2 separate regions of the Ovis aries genome follow, and region 1 is linked to region 2. The links are chromatin contacts, called in public Hi-C maps. All regions are on one chromosome and are shown on one strand. The core of a region is the stretch at or near the end of the contact, and the rest is flanking DNA. Distances in the headings are between cores, read along the strand shown.

The links. A called contact is a pair of places that touch in the nucleus more often than the background predicts.
Region 1: a Hi-C map of skin fibroblasts shows a contact between it and region 2, with 3 times the contacts expected there. The contact joins the promoter of TMEM247 here to the promoter of TTC7A in region 2. A contact is called at or near these places in 2 of 16 Hi-C or Micro-C datasets (skin fibroblasts and tail adipose tissue).

What each region holds. Positions count from the first base shown.
Region 1 is chr3:77,854,945-77,861,442 of ARS-UI_Ramb_v3.0, forward strand. It overlaps TMEM247 (transmembrane protein 247), which reads right to left and starts at 2,039. Exons shown (of 3, transcript XM_015094402.4): 1 at 1,906-2,039; 2 at 650-1,003. The coding sequence starts at 2,022. All of the region lies in intron 2 of ATP6V1E2 (ATPase H+ transporting V1 subunit E2), which reads left to right.
Region 2 is chr3:77,390,683-77,397,631 of ARS-UI_Ramb_v3.0, forward strand. TTC7A (tetratricopeptide repeat domain 7A) reads right to left here and starts at 3,602. Exons shown (of 19, transcript XM_042246211.2): 1 at 3,061-3,602. The coding sequence starts at 3,244. It overlaps LOC132659408 (a long non-coding RNA gene), which reads left to right and starts at 3,666. Exons shown (of 3, transcript XR_009599838.1): 1 at 3,666-4,092.

The DNA.
Region 1 (6,498 bases), core at 789-3,288, 460 kb after region 2:
CATCTTTCATTATTTAGTGCTTATGATGGTCCAGCCACAGTGTTAGCCACATCCCATTTAATCACACACAGGCTTTCTTATCCCCGTTTAGGTTAGGGGAGAGGGGCCCATTTCTTGCCAAAAGATATCTAAGTTTTAATTGACAGCAAGGCAGTGTGACCCAATAGAAAAAATGCAGCCCTGATCAGGGGACGTGTGTGTCTGTATGTGGTGGGGCGGGGGATGGTTTTATCAAAGTCCACCAGCCGGGCTGCAGTGGCGGGGGTCAGGGCTGCGGGTGGGGGAGCGTTGGAGGGGACCTGGTGGGGGGCGTGGAGGGTGGGGGGTGGTGGGGGTGTCTGCAGTCTAGGCCCAGGCATCCTGTTTAAGAGATGCCGAGAAGAGAGGAGAGAGGTGGGAATCCAGCCGGAGAAGAAATGTTGAGTTTTCCCTGAGGAGGAAAACCGTGGACAAGGTAGTTCTGGGGCCAACCTTCCTTGAAGAGTTGGGTCTGAGTTTAATGAACGTGGAAGCTCTAAAGCTGTGAGCGGAGGTAGGGTGGGACGCAGCCACCAAATGGGTACAGTAGGCTTCCTGTGCAGGTCAGCGGCGGCCCCCCTCGCCGCCAGCGTCCCGCACGCTTGGCCTCCGGGTGGGGCCTGTCACCTACCAGGCGGGGCGTCGCCTGCTGCTGCAGCTGCTCCATCACCTGCTCGTGCTGCCGCTGGCGCTCGTTCTCCTCGTGCAGGTACTTGAGCCGCGTGAGCTCAAACTCCATGCGCACCTTCTCCAGCTCCATCTCGGCGCTGCGCTCGCTCGCTGGGCTCCCCGGCGCCGCCGTGGCTGGCACCGAGGGCAGCTCTGCGGGGTCGGGTCCATCCCCCGCCTGTCCTTTAGTGGCAGCGGGGCCGGCCTTGGAGGACAGTGACTTCGGTGGCCCCGGGCAGCCTCTGTCCTCACAAGTTTCCGTCTCCTCCAGGTAGTCGTAGGAGGAGTCTGGCTTCAGGGTGTCTGCTTCCTGGGGCTGGGGAGAAGGAAATAAGGGGATGGGAGGAGTCAGTATGGGGCGACCCCGCCTCCCAACCTACTGTGCACCCGCAGCCCCAGGCCCAGTGCCCTGGGGATGCTTGAAAGTGCGTTGTTAACTGTAAGCATCTAGACTGAATTCTTAGGAGAAACTTACACAGAGTTATCAGGACCTTGCGAGTTGAGAAGGAGAGGGCAAACTGACAGAGGAATGGCGCCCTAAATTTGCAATTGGGTGTGGTGGGGGAATTGAGTAGAAGTCTGTCTTCCTGGTGATCTTCAAATCGCTGCTTGCAGGTGGCTCACCCCATCCCCGCAACTAGTTTGAGATCAGTTAGATACCCAGTCGTCTAGAGGGTACAGAGGGAGGAAGAAACCTAGGCTTTGCATTGAGTACCTCTGTATACGAGGACCCCGATCCCCATCTGTAGGAGGAAGAAAGCCACTCTCGCCCCCCACCCATGGAGAGGTAGATGTGTGTGTGTGTGAAAGTCGAGTCTGACTCTTTGGGACCCCATGGACTATAGAGTCCATGGAATTCTCCAGGCCAGAATACTGGAGTGGGTAGCCTTTCCCTTCTCCAGGGGATCTTCCCAACCCAGGGATCGAACCCAGGTCTCCCGCATTGGGGCCGGATTCTTTACCAGATGAGCCACCTGGGAAGTGAAGAGGTAGGTGGGGGAGATCAAAGCCAACTTCACGTGACTTCACGATGTTGTGAAGGCTGCCTGGTCCCTGGATGCAGCCAGGTGCCAGTGTGGGGACAGGGTGCATGTCACCCCCTCTTAGCAGCTCTCTGGAATCTTCTAGCTCTCAGCCCCTAGCCTGTGGTGTCCCCATTGTGCTCTTCCTCCCCTCACTGGGATGGGCTGGGGCAGTGGGAAGAGGCATCCTCCTTACCAACGCCGTCCTTGGCTTTCCTTCAGACATGGGGTCATCAGGCGCCATCTTAGGGAAGGTTGGGCAACTTTCTCCTGCCCCTCGTCCTTCCATCATTTCCCTATCCTCCGCTGCCATCCAGAAAACCACAGCACTGCCAGTTGGGGCCAAAGGACATTTTTTGAGGCATTAACATTTGGCCTCACAAGATTCCACAGCCCAGCCGCCATCACAATCGCCTGTCCTCATAATAACCCACATTCCACCAGTTGCTAGGGCCCCTGTGGCAGAGATAACTTTGAGGTGCCTTTTATGAAGAACTACAGGGTGGGCCTTCAGCACCCCTAGGGACCACTTTAAAAACTAGAATTCCCCCACTTGAAATCCAGAATTCCATCATTTGAAGTCTCTTCTCTTGAAGTTCCTCTTTTAAATGCAGGCTGTATTGAGAGGAGTCATAATTAGCTCCACAAACCTTGTTATGGGCCTGATTTTGTCCTCTCACGCCCGCCCCCCACACTCATATGTTGAAGTCCTAGCCCCCAGTACCTTAGAATGTGACTTCATGAAGAGATAAGGGCCTTTACAGAGGTGATTATGTTAAAATGAGGTCATTAGGGTGGGTCCTTATCCAGTATGACTGATGTCTTATCCAGTATGACTGAGGAAACGTAAACACAGATGTGCACCTGAGGAGATGGTGTGAAGATGAGGGAGAAGATGGTCGTCTAAAGACCAAAGAGAGAGGTCTCATATTAGAGCTCTCTAGAGAACCAACAGGAGCCCCACCTTATACGTTCAAATAGAACTTATTAAGAAGGGGAGCAGGTGATTATGGAAGCTGAGAAGTGGCACGATCTGCTGTCAGAAAGTGGGAGACTCCTGAAAGCTGTTGTATAACTTCCAGCCTGAGTCTGAAGGCCTAGTAACCAGGAGTGCTGCTGATATAAGTCCTGGTCCAAGACTGATATCTCAGGCAGAGAGAATCAGTTCAGCTTTCCTTTGCCTTTTTTCTCCATTCAGGCCTTCAAAGGATGAGATGATGCCCATCCACACTGAAACAGGCTACTTAATCTATCCAGTCTACCAATTCAAATACTGATCTCTTCCAGAAGCATCCTCACAGACATACTCAGAAATAATGTCTAACCAGATATTGGGCATCCCAGGGCCTGCTGCTACTGCTGCTGCTAAGTCACTTCAGTTGTGTCCAACTCTGTGCGACCCCATAGACGGCAGCCCACCAGGCTCCCCCGTCCCTGGGATTCTGCAGGCCAGAACACTGGAGTGGGTTGCCATTTCCTTCTCCAATGCATGAAAGTGGAAAGTGAAAATTGAAAGTGAAGTCGCTCAGTCGTGTCCGACTCTTAGCAACCTCATGGACTGCAGCCCACCATGGGATTTTCCAGGCAAGAGTACTGGAGTGGGGTGCCATTGCCTTCTTCGCAGGGCCTAGTCAAGGTGATACAGAAAATTAGCCATCAAAAGCCTGGGACAGATCCTTCCCTCACAACCTTTAGCTGAAACCAACTGTGCTGACACCTTGACCTTGGACATCTAGCTTCCAGAACTGTGAGAAGATAAACCACTGTCATTTAAGCCACCCAGTCTAAGGTGCTTTGCTATGGCAGTCTTAGCAAACTGATACAGCCTCGATTATTCCTCGAACACATTGAGTGGGAACAGTAAAGAGATTGGGTGCTGGGGAATATTTGTTGTCTTCAGTTTTATGGAGATGATGAAAAACATTGTTGGTAGTTGGAGGCAGGGTTGCGTATGGAGAGAGAAAGGGCTGCATTTGAATTCTAGCTTTGCTACTGGTGTCTAGCTGGATGTCCAAGGGAAAGTTATTTCACATCTCTGGGGTTCCGTGTGCTCATTTGTGGAGGGATAAGGATTTGCCCACTCCCCTGCCTTGTGGCTTTCCCAGTGACTCAGCAGGCAGAGAACCTGCCTATATGTAGGAGACACAGGAGACGTGGGTTCGATTCCTGGGTCAGGAAGATCCCCTGGAGGAGGAAATGGCAACCCACTCCAGTACTCTTGCCTGAAAAATCCCATGGAGAGAGGAGCCTGGTAGGCTTCAGTCCATGGGGTTGCAAGAGTCAGACACGGACACCACTGAGTGCCCAAGCGCTATGCTGCGCTGTAGCATTGATGTGAAACTAAGCTACTGTCTTTGCCCAGTACCTCCTATACAGGGGCTATGAAAATGATAACCACACCATCTCCATTACAAGATGGTTTGTCACTGGAGAGAAGAAAGTGTTCAACTTCTACCTTCTTGAAAGGTGGTTTTTGGCCATGCCAGGCAGCTTGCAGTATCTTAGTTCCCCAACCAGGGATTGAACACAGGCCACAACAATGAAAGCTCAAAATACTAACCTCTAGGCCACCAGGGAACTCCCCGTTGCAAATCTTTATCTGAACCATGGCCTTTCCTTATGATGGTGACCATGGGAACTATCTCACAGTTATTGTGTTAGATGTTGACCCTGAGTCAAGCACTAGGAGTAGGATTGCCAGATAAATCTATTTAAGGGTGTCCAGTTAAATTTGAATTTTAGATGAATAATTTTTAGTATAAATAGGTTCTGAAATTTGCATGGGACATGTTTATATTAAAGAATTCTTTGTCATTTATCTGAAATTCAAATTTATTGTAACTGGGGATCCTGTGTTTTCATTTGCTAAATCTGATGGTCTTAACTAGGAGAGACCTGCCCAGAGAAACAATTATATATGACTAACGAGCTGCTATTAAAAATCACCGGGTACTCAAGTGTATAATAAGTGGTAAGTGTAGTTGTATCAATTGTATATCAAACAACCATAAAATCTCAGTGATGTAACAACAATAAACATTTATTTAACTCAGACATCTGAGAGTTGACTGATCTAGGCTAGGCTCCTCTGGGGGCTTGGTCAAGGCAGCTTCTTCCTCTTCTTGGGGCTGGTGGGCTGGCCTTGACATGCTCTTTTCATGGCAATGGGAGAAGTACAAGAGGTCTTTGAATTGGCATACCATTACTTCTATCTTATGCTATTGGCTTTGGCTTTGACCAAACTCAAAGTCAGATGATGGGGAAATGTACTCCATCCTTTTAGTGGGAAGAACTGTGAAGACATAGTGTTAAAAGTGTCGATATGAGGCAGTAAGAAGAGTTGGGGCCCATAAAACAATCTCCTGTTGTAGTCAAGAAGGTTGGTGCTGCTCTGATTGGAGCAGCTGGGGGAAGGTTTGGTGGAAGAGGTGACATGAAGGGCAGGTAGGATTTGGGCAAGAGGATCAGCATGAGCAAAGTCTTGGCTGATAATTATTATCCATTTGTCTTTCCATTTCTGCTCTCTGCCCTTCTGCATCTTGCCCTTTCCCTAGGAGGTTGTCCTCCAAGAAACTGCATGAATTCATTAAGCAAAGCAGTATATTCCAAGCAAGCAAGATGTACTCTCATTTCCCCTGTCCCAAGGTAAGAACTGCACATACCTGTCCTTAGGGGACTTTATAGGAAGCTGAGGAGATAGCTGTCATGAGCTTTGGGTTGGTTTGGCACTTCTTCACCACGAAAAGAATCTCCCCTCCTCCGCTGAGCGGAGGGAAGGGAGGCTATAGTAAAGCCTCTTGAGGGAACAAGGAGATAGGATCGCATGGGAGCCCCCCGGGACTGTGCTGCCTTCAGCAGCCAGCACTGGTGTGCCTTCACGTGCTTTGTCATTGTTGCTTGGCTGGCTCTGATGTTTCTGCTTCTCTGTGTCCTCTCACTTTAATCAACATCCTTTCTCACTTTTCCCCTTATCTCATAGCTTTAATGTATGTAAGGTTTCTGCTTCCTCTCAATTTCAGCATATTGTAACTTGAGCTTCTCATAACCCTTCACAGCCCTGACTGCCTGGCCTCTCTCTATGCAGTCAGTGTTGTGTTTGTCTTAACTGTCCTAGTCATCATGATTTCCTAGTTGACTTTCCCAAAAGCAGGAATCAGAATGACCTGCTTCGTCTCTATGTGGGCAGAGCGTCTCATTCTAGCTGCTGGGCAGCCGTAGATTGGAAAGATGTCCAGCCCAGCTGGGCGGGCAGTGGAAAAGTGGAGGGATGGGGAGGCAGGGCCATACAGAACAGTGGCCAGGAGCCTTGGGTGGCTCCTAAGCAGCAGCTGAGGGTGTGTGGGGGGTCAGTTTCCCTTAGAAGGTCCCTTGGGTGCAGCAGGCACCATGTTGAAAGTTGATGGACAGATTCATATAGTAAAGTGTCAATTGTTTTGGCAAATTAACCCAATGAGAGATGTGTATGTATATTAGTATGGCACTCACAGACTTCCGTGCCCATTATCTCATTTGATTCTCAGAATGCCTGATGAGGCCATTTAAAGCAGGTGTAATTATTGCTTCCTGATGAGCAAGGAACCTGAGTCACACAGAAAGATGAAGTGATCAGTGTCTGAGTGCAGAGGACGTTAGTGGTTGAGCTACGACGGGAATGCGGGCTTCCCGTCTCCTTCCCTGATGTGTTTATACTAGACCATAGGATGGTCTTTCAGGCTCCAACTCTAAGAGGTAAGATGATTTTCTACTTCACATAAAAGAAAGACGGGTGTACACGGATGTGTATTACAAC
Region 2 (6,949 bases), core at 2,352-4,851:
GTGGTGGGGAGCAATCTCCCTGGACAGGAAAGGGGGGTATAAGGGCCCCTTTTGGGGGAGCATCTCCTGATCCTTCACTCCTTCATCTCTGACCAGAAAGAGGGCCCCCTTCCAGCTGGGTCTTCCCTTCCTGCTGCCTGGAGTGAAACCCAGGCTCTGGGAGCTATTCTTTGGTTCTGGAGGAAACCCCACAGATACAGTGGGGCCTCAGTCTGTAAAGCAGGGTTCAGCCGGGGTTCAGCTTCCTCCCGTCTCCCAAATTATGTCATTATGTTGATGCTTCTGGTCCTTGTCTGTAACAATCTAATCGACCAGGTGGGACTTTTAAGAATCTCCCTTTTGGGTTGCATGGGGGCGGGCTCAGTCCCAACACCTCCTCAAAAAAACAGGCTGCTAGTCCTTCCAGTGATCAAGGAACTCAGTGGAGAAACAACCAAAACAGCAGACAATCCAAAAATGCCCTACACATGGGCTTTGGAAGTCACTTGTTTTCCTTCCTTGTGTGTGTCTGTGTATGTGCATTCTGGAATAAGTGTATCTAGATTTAACAGTGGGAGAAGATCACTCATAGAACCAAACCTCAAAATTGGCAGTAAAGACCCCACTGCCCCCAGCCTCCCTCTTTGGGCTGGCCAGGCTTCACACTGTCCCTAGTAGACTTGGTGGTGAGACTCATGTTTGGGTACACATTCTCTGCCACATACTACTCATTATGTGACCTTTCTGGGCCTTGGTGTCTAAAGTGGGGACAATCATTCCTGCCTTCCCACTGGGCTGTTTACCAAAAAAAGTTTGTTCAAATAGAAGCACTTTATAACTACACATACCATTTATAACTATGCCATGCCAGTGCTTCCCAATAGAGCTTCATAGCATATGGTCAAAGTAAGTTTGAGAAATGTGTTTATACTCTAATCTGGGCTTGAATATCACTGGCAGGTGAGCACATGAAAGGCTCTGAGAAGTCCTACAGTTTTAAAACATCAGTTTAACCATATTGAATCTATTAAGCCTAATGTCTTAGCTTTTGGGATTCCCCAAACTCTTTTGTCCTGCAATACCAGTGACTTAATTAATCAACCTCCTTGAGATGTCTGAAGAACGGCTTAGGAAGCACAGCCCTGTGGAGCCTCCAGGAGGCCCCGGTTCGTTTCGTGGGCCCAGCATGTTTCTCTGTGATGCTGTCAACCACATTCAGATTCCCATGTACTGTCCAGGCCCCAGTGCCCTGGCATGGCTCAGTTTCCCTTCCACCCTCACCAGCCCCACCCTACCACATCACCCTACACAGGGGACAGAGGGAACCTGAAATTTATCAATCCTTACCTGGAAGACAGATGCCCATCAGTTTCTTCCACATGCATCTTTAGGTCTGGCCAATGCAACTCACTGCCACATTCAGACCTACTTGAGAGTCTCAGACCAACTGTCCATCCCTGCCATCTAGCTCCCTCGGTGTCCATCTATCCTTCCTCCTCACCAGGAAACAATACTCTGCCTTTCCCAACACCAGTTAGAGGCCAGCACCAGTTCTGCTCTTTCCTGAAACCTCCCCTTTCTCTGAGCTCCATAGTCTAACACACAACTGCCCTCTGATCACCCCTCTGCGTCCCATCCATTTTTGTCAGGTCTTCAAGCTCGGTTTTTGTATAATACATCCTTGAGAGGTAATGGTGCAAGTAGTTAAAAGGAGTACTCAGAAATCTGGGTTCAGGAACTTCCCTGGCAGCACAGTGGATAAGAATCCGTCTGCCAATGCAGGGGACACGGGTTCCATGCCCGATCCGGGAAGATTCCACATGCCGTGGAGCAACAAAACCGATGCACCACAGCTACTGAGCCAGTGGTCTAGAGTCCAGGAGCTGCAACTACTGAAGCTCTTGTGCCCAGAGCCTCCTCCACAACCAGAGAAGCCACTGCAATGAGCCGGTGCATCGCAACTAGAGAGCAGCCCCAGCTCTCCACGAGAGAAAACCCACAGGCAGCAGCGAAAGCCCTGACCAGCCGATAAATAAGTTATATTAAAAAAAAGAAACCTGGGTTCAAAACCTGGTTCCACCACTTACTGGCTGGATGATAAGTTGCTTAAGTAATCTGTGCCTCAGTTTCTTTGTCTGAAAAAGGCAAACAAGAGTACCTGCTTCATGGGGTTGTTGGAGAAATTAACGAGTTGATTACAGGGCTTAGACACTGGCACACAGTAAGTGAGCAAGTTACTTATTTACTGATATTATTATTATCATTCTGTCTCCTTACAGAGCCTTCCACGGGCTGGGAAGTCCTTAAAACTTTATATCTGTATTGATTTACTTCCTGCCTCCTTCCACAAAAGCTCTGAAGTTGGCTGAGCACAGAGAGGGCTCAGGCAGGGCTCGCTGGGCTGAGCTGAAGGTACGAGGAACAGGATTCGAGGTTGGAGACTGGGGCGGGGTGCTCCCCACCGACACATCAGGCTTCTTTCCCGCCCCGGCACAAGAGCCCAGCCCAGCCAAACCAGCCCTACTGCTAAAGTCACCGACTGCAGGGCTAGAGGCGTCCTGAACCAGAACATGGAAGAGGAAACTAAGGCTTAACCAGCCCTCTTTCCCACTTCACCACTCCACCTTGGCGCTCGTGAAGCCCCCAACCGTACTGGCTGTGCAGAGCTTCACTGTCAATTTGACAGGGGAAGAAGGGGAGGGCAAAGAGAGACAGTCTTCACCTAACAGAGTTTAGGAACCGGAATGGGGGTTGAAGGGGTAGCGCAGGGGTCCAGCCCACGCCCTGAGCTGATATGTGTTGGTACCACCATTTCACAGTAGTCGGAGTAGCCCACAAAATCGGAAACGGCAGACAGCAAAACCCGTTTATTTCTCTTCCCCACAACACCCTGCACGTGAGTTTTCTCCTGGGGCAGAAGAACCTTCCTAAGTACCCTGGCTGTTCCTAACATCAGCAAAGCAGGACGAGTAATATCGAAAGCAGCCACCTCCCGCCCCAGGCAGTCGGGGCCCGCTTCCTGGAGGAGGCGGCGCCTTTCGCGCGCTCCGCGCTTGTGAACCGGCCCCTTCCCTTACTCACCGGTGTCCAGAGAGGTGAACCCGGCGCTCGGGCTGCCTCGCCGGCCGCCTCCGCCGCCCAGCATGACTAGCGCCTGCATCTGCCGAACCAGCTCGGGCATGCGGTCCCAGTGGCCCTCGGCGCGGCAGCGCTCCAGCTCGCTCTCCATCTTCAGGTGGGAGCCGTACGCGCCCTTCGCAGCCATCTTCGAGCGGGCGCAGTCATGGGAGGTGCGGCCGAGAAGTGGAGACCGGGCCGGGGGCGGCGTCCCGGCTGGGGCACACACGCGGGCGGGGTCGACGGGGGCGCGAGCTGCGGCCGGGGCCCGGGTGGCAGCGGGGGCCCGGGCAGCAGCAGGCGGGCAGCAGCCGCAGCACCCAGCGCACCGCCCGGCACCTCCGGGCTGGGACTCCGGCTGCGCGACCCGGACGCGTCCAGGAGCAGCCTCCGCCTCTGCAGCAGCAGCTCCTGGCGCCGTTGCCGCCGCCGCTGCTGCAGCTGCTGCCACAACCCCCGCCCTGGGCCCGGGCGCCGCCAGCAGCGGGCCCGCCCCCGGCCGCAGCTCCACCCCCGCGGGGGCGTGGCGCGGCCCCGGCGAGCCAGGCGCGCGGGCCGCCAACGCGGCCAGAGCAGCCAGGCGCGCGCTAGGCGCTCGCGGCCGCACCGGCGCCACCCCCGCGCCGCCGCCGCCACTGCAGACTCGGCGCTCACTCTAATACCGCGCGGAGCCCCGGCGCCCGGGGGCGCCTCGCTCCCCACCCCCTCCCCATCCCATTGGGGCTCTTGGCCTGGGAGACCCCCGCCCCGACGACCCTGCTTTGTGTGGTGGCCCCGTCACCACCGCTGCCCCGGCACGTCACAAATCCCGGGGAGAGGCCCGCCGACCGGTAGCTCCCAACTCGGAGAAGGAGCCTCCCCGGGAAGCCACCGGCAGCCGCCCGGTTCCCGCCCTACTGGGCCGCGCGAGTCTTGCGCGCCAACCCCGGGACGCTCTGGAGAACCCGCTCGTTGCGAGGCCCGCGACTCTCGGGATGCCTCCCCTGCGAACGATTTGTACGTTCTTTCTTCACAGTGGAGTTCCTCTTTTCAACCTGTCTCTCCACCCCAGCTGGCAGGCCTTTTCCTCTGCAGAATCCTGTTGCCCTGGATTTCTTAGACGTTTTAAGCCGTTTCTCCAACTTGGTATTTACTTATTTCTTAATTCTAGTGTATAAAGACTACTTTGATCAAAGCTGTACCGAGCTCTTAGCAGGACTTAGCCCTGTGCTGTGGGTACTAAGTTCAAAGGATTACAAGGCAGGCGGGGTAGACGGGGGAGGCAGACCTACAACCCTTTGAGACCCGTTTATGGTGGCCCCGCTTCCGGGTACAGCCCAGGGTGGGGATGGAGGCCATCACGCAAGACCAAAGCGACAAAACAGGATTATTTAAGTGACAGTGCATGGCACAGACCGAAGATTCCAGAAGACCGGAGAGTCAGAGCAAGCTTTTGAGTATAGACCCCTAAGAGCTAGAAGATGCACACACCTTCCCCAGCCCCTGCCTGATACGTAACCCTGGGAGTGAGCTTGACCACTTTCAGTGTCAGGAGACTCGCTACTTCGTGCTTCTGGACAACTGTAACCCGTGGGAAATTTTTGTGAAGTGGAGCTCAGGCTTCTGGGCCCTTTGTCTCTGCAGCCACAAGGGGGCGTCTGTTGAAGGCAGCCTCCCTGCGCCCCCGCCCCCGCCGATATCCTACTACTTCAGTGTTAGTTAGTGGGTCCGTCGTGTGGTCTGCAGCCCACCAGACTCTTCTGTCCATAGAATTCTCCAGGCAAGAATACTGGGGTAGGTAGCCATTCCCTTCTCCAGGGGATCTTCCCGACCCAGGGACTGAGCCCAGGTCTCCTGTACTGCAGGCGGTTTCCTCACCATCTGAGCCACCAGGGAAGTCTGCGGCTGCTGCTGCTGCTGCTGCTGCTAAGTTGCTTCAGTCGTGTCCGACTCTGTGCGACCCCAGAGACGGCAGCCCACCAGGCTCCCCCGTCCCTGGGATTCTCCAGGCGAGAACACTGGAGTGGGTTGCCATTTCCTTCTCCAATGCATGAAAGTGAAAAGTGAAAGTGAAGTCGCTCAGTCGTGTCGGACTCTTAGCGACCCCATGGACTGCAGCCCACCAGGCTCATCCGTCCATGGGATTTTCCAGGCAAGAGTACCGGAGTGAGGTGCCATTGACTTTTCCAGGGAAGCCCTAGATGTCCTCTTCTCCAGGTTCCAAATGCAGCTCCATTCCTTGCTTGGGAGGCAGAATTCCTCACCTTGACTGCTGCTCTAGGGTCTGACCTGAGCTTCTAGAGATGAGGAGATAGATGGAGGAAAAGGGGGTGGCTTTGGCATTTACTCAATTTATGCAGACTCCTTTTGGTTACTCTTTGGCTGCCCTTGCTCATCACCAGAACCAGATGTCACTTGGAGAGAGCTGTGTGTGTCCTTTGGATGGAGGCGGCCTGAGGACACCCTGTGATTTGCCCGTCTGGCATTCCCGAGTCAGCCCTAGGGCAGCCAAAGAAAAGCAGAGCTGATAAGAGGAATCCTAACAAAATAAGGAAAACCTCTTCTCCCTCTTTTCTCTCCAATCCTTTGCTAAGCCTGCCCCCAGGTTGCTGGACTCCAGGGAACTATCTGAGGCAGGTGTGTTCAGATCATGTTGGGGTCAAACTGTTATTTGGGCTTTCTTGGTGGCTCAGATGGTAAAGAATCCGTCTTTGATGCAGGAGACCTGGGTTCGGTCCCTAGGTCGGGAAGATTCCCCTGGAGGAGGGCATGGAAACCCACTCCAATATTCTTGCCTGTAGAATCCCATGGACAGAGGCGTCTGGCAGGCTGCAGTCCATGGGGTCACAAAGAGTCAGATACAACTAAGCAACTAACATGTTCTTTGACGGGAGCACCGATATTTGTGTGGGCCTGGGGCACTGGCAGGAGGAACATAGCAGGATGTTGAAAACTTAACAAACACAAACACGTGCTGGACCCCGTTAGAGCTGTTTTCCAGAAGGGTCAAGACCCCAGCCCACTAGTCACCACTGTCTTTCATGGGAGTAAGAGGCTGCAGAAACAAGAACAAAGAACAACCATGATCCAATCAGTAATATTGTACAAAATCAGTGGCAAATATAAGTGTAGATGTTGTTTTTAATTAATTTTTAATAATCTGGAATCTCCCAAATGAGAGTTTAAGACACATCCTGCTAAAGAATGCTGTCATTGCCAGCTCAGAAATGCTGCCAAAATAACTTGCTGATCAGGTGAAGGAAGCTGAGTTCATTGCTTACCAGAGAGGGAGAGTACTGCCTAGACAATCTTTGCAGCATCTCAGAGAAGGGAAGGAAGTTAGCAGGAGGTAAATCGACTTAATGAGAAATGTGTGTTTTCAGGGAGCAACAAAGATGGTACAGCACAAGGGACCGTCTGGTTTAGAGACTCTTACAGCCAAGCCAGTAGGAGACTGTTCCTTTAGCTGCTGCCCCTGAGCGGAGTGGGAAGTTCTTGCCACTGGATCATCAGAGAAGCTAAGCTACTGGTGTTTATTCTCATGAAGTTAAGGTCTCGGTGAGATCTCTTATTGACTTGTAGTTGGGCTTCCCTGATAGCACAGACGGTCAAGATTCTGCCTGCAGTGCCAGAGACTGGGTTTGATCCCTGGGTTGGGAAGATTCACCTAGAGAAGTGAATGGCTACCCACAAAGAGTTGGACACAACTGAGAGACTAACATAACACTAGGCCCAAAGTAAGAGGGTTTTGAACAGTTCATTTGAACTAAAAAAATAAGGTTATGTTTGTTCTCAGAGAAAAGACTTGGTTACCAGGAACTTGGGTAAGTCAAATAACAGTGTGGGAGCATAAGAAAACTTGGAAACACAGCCC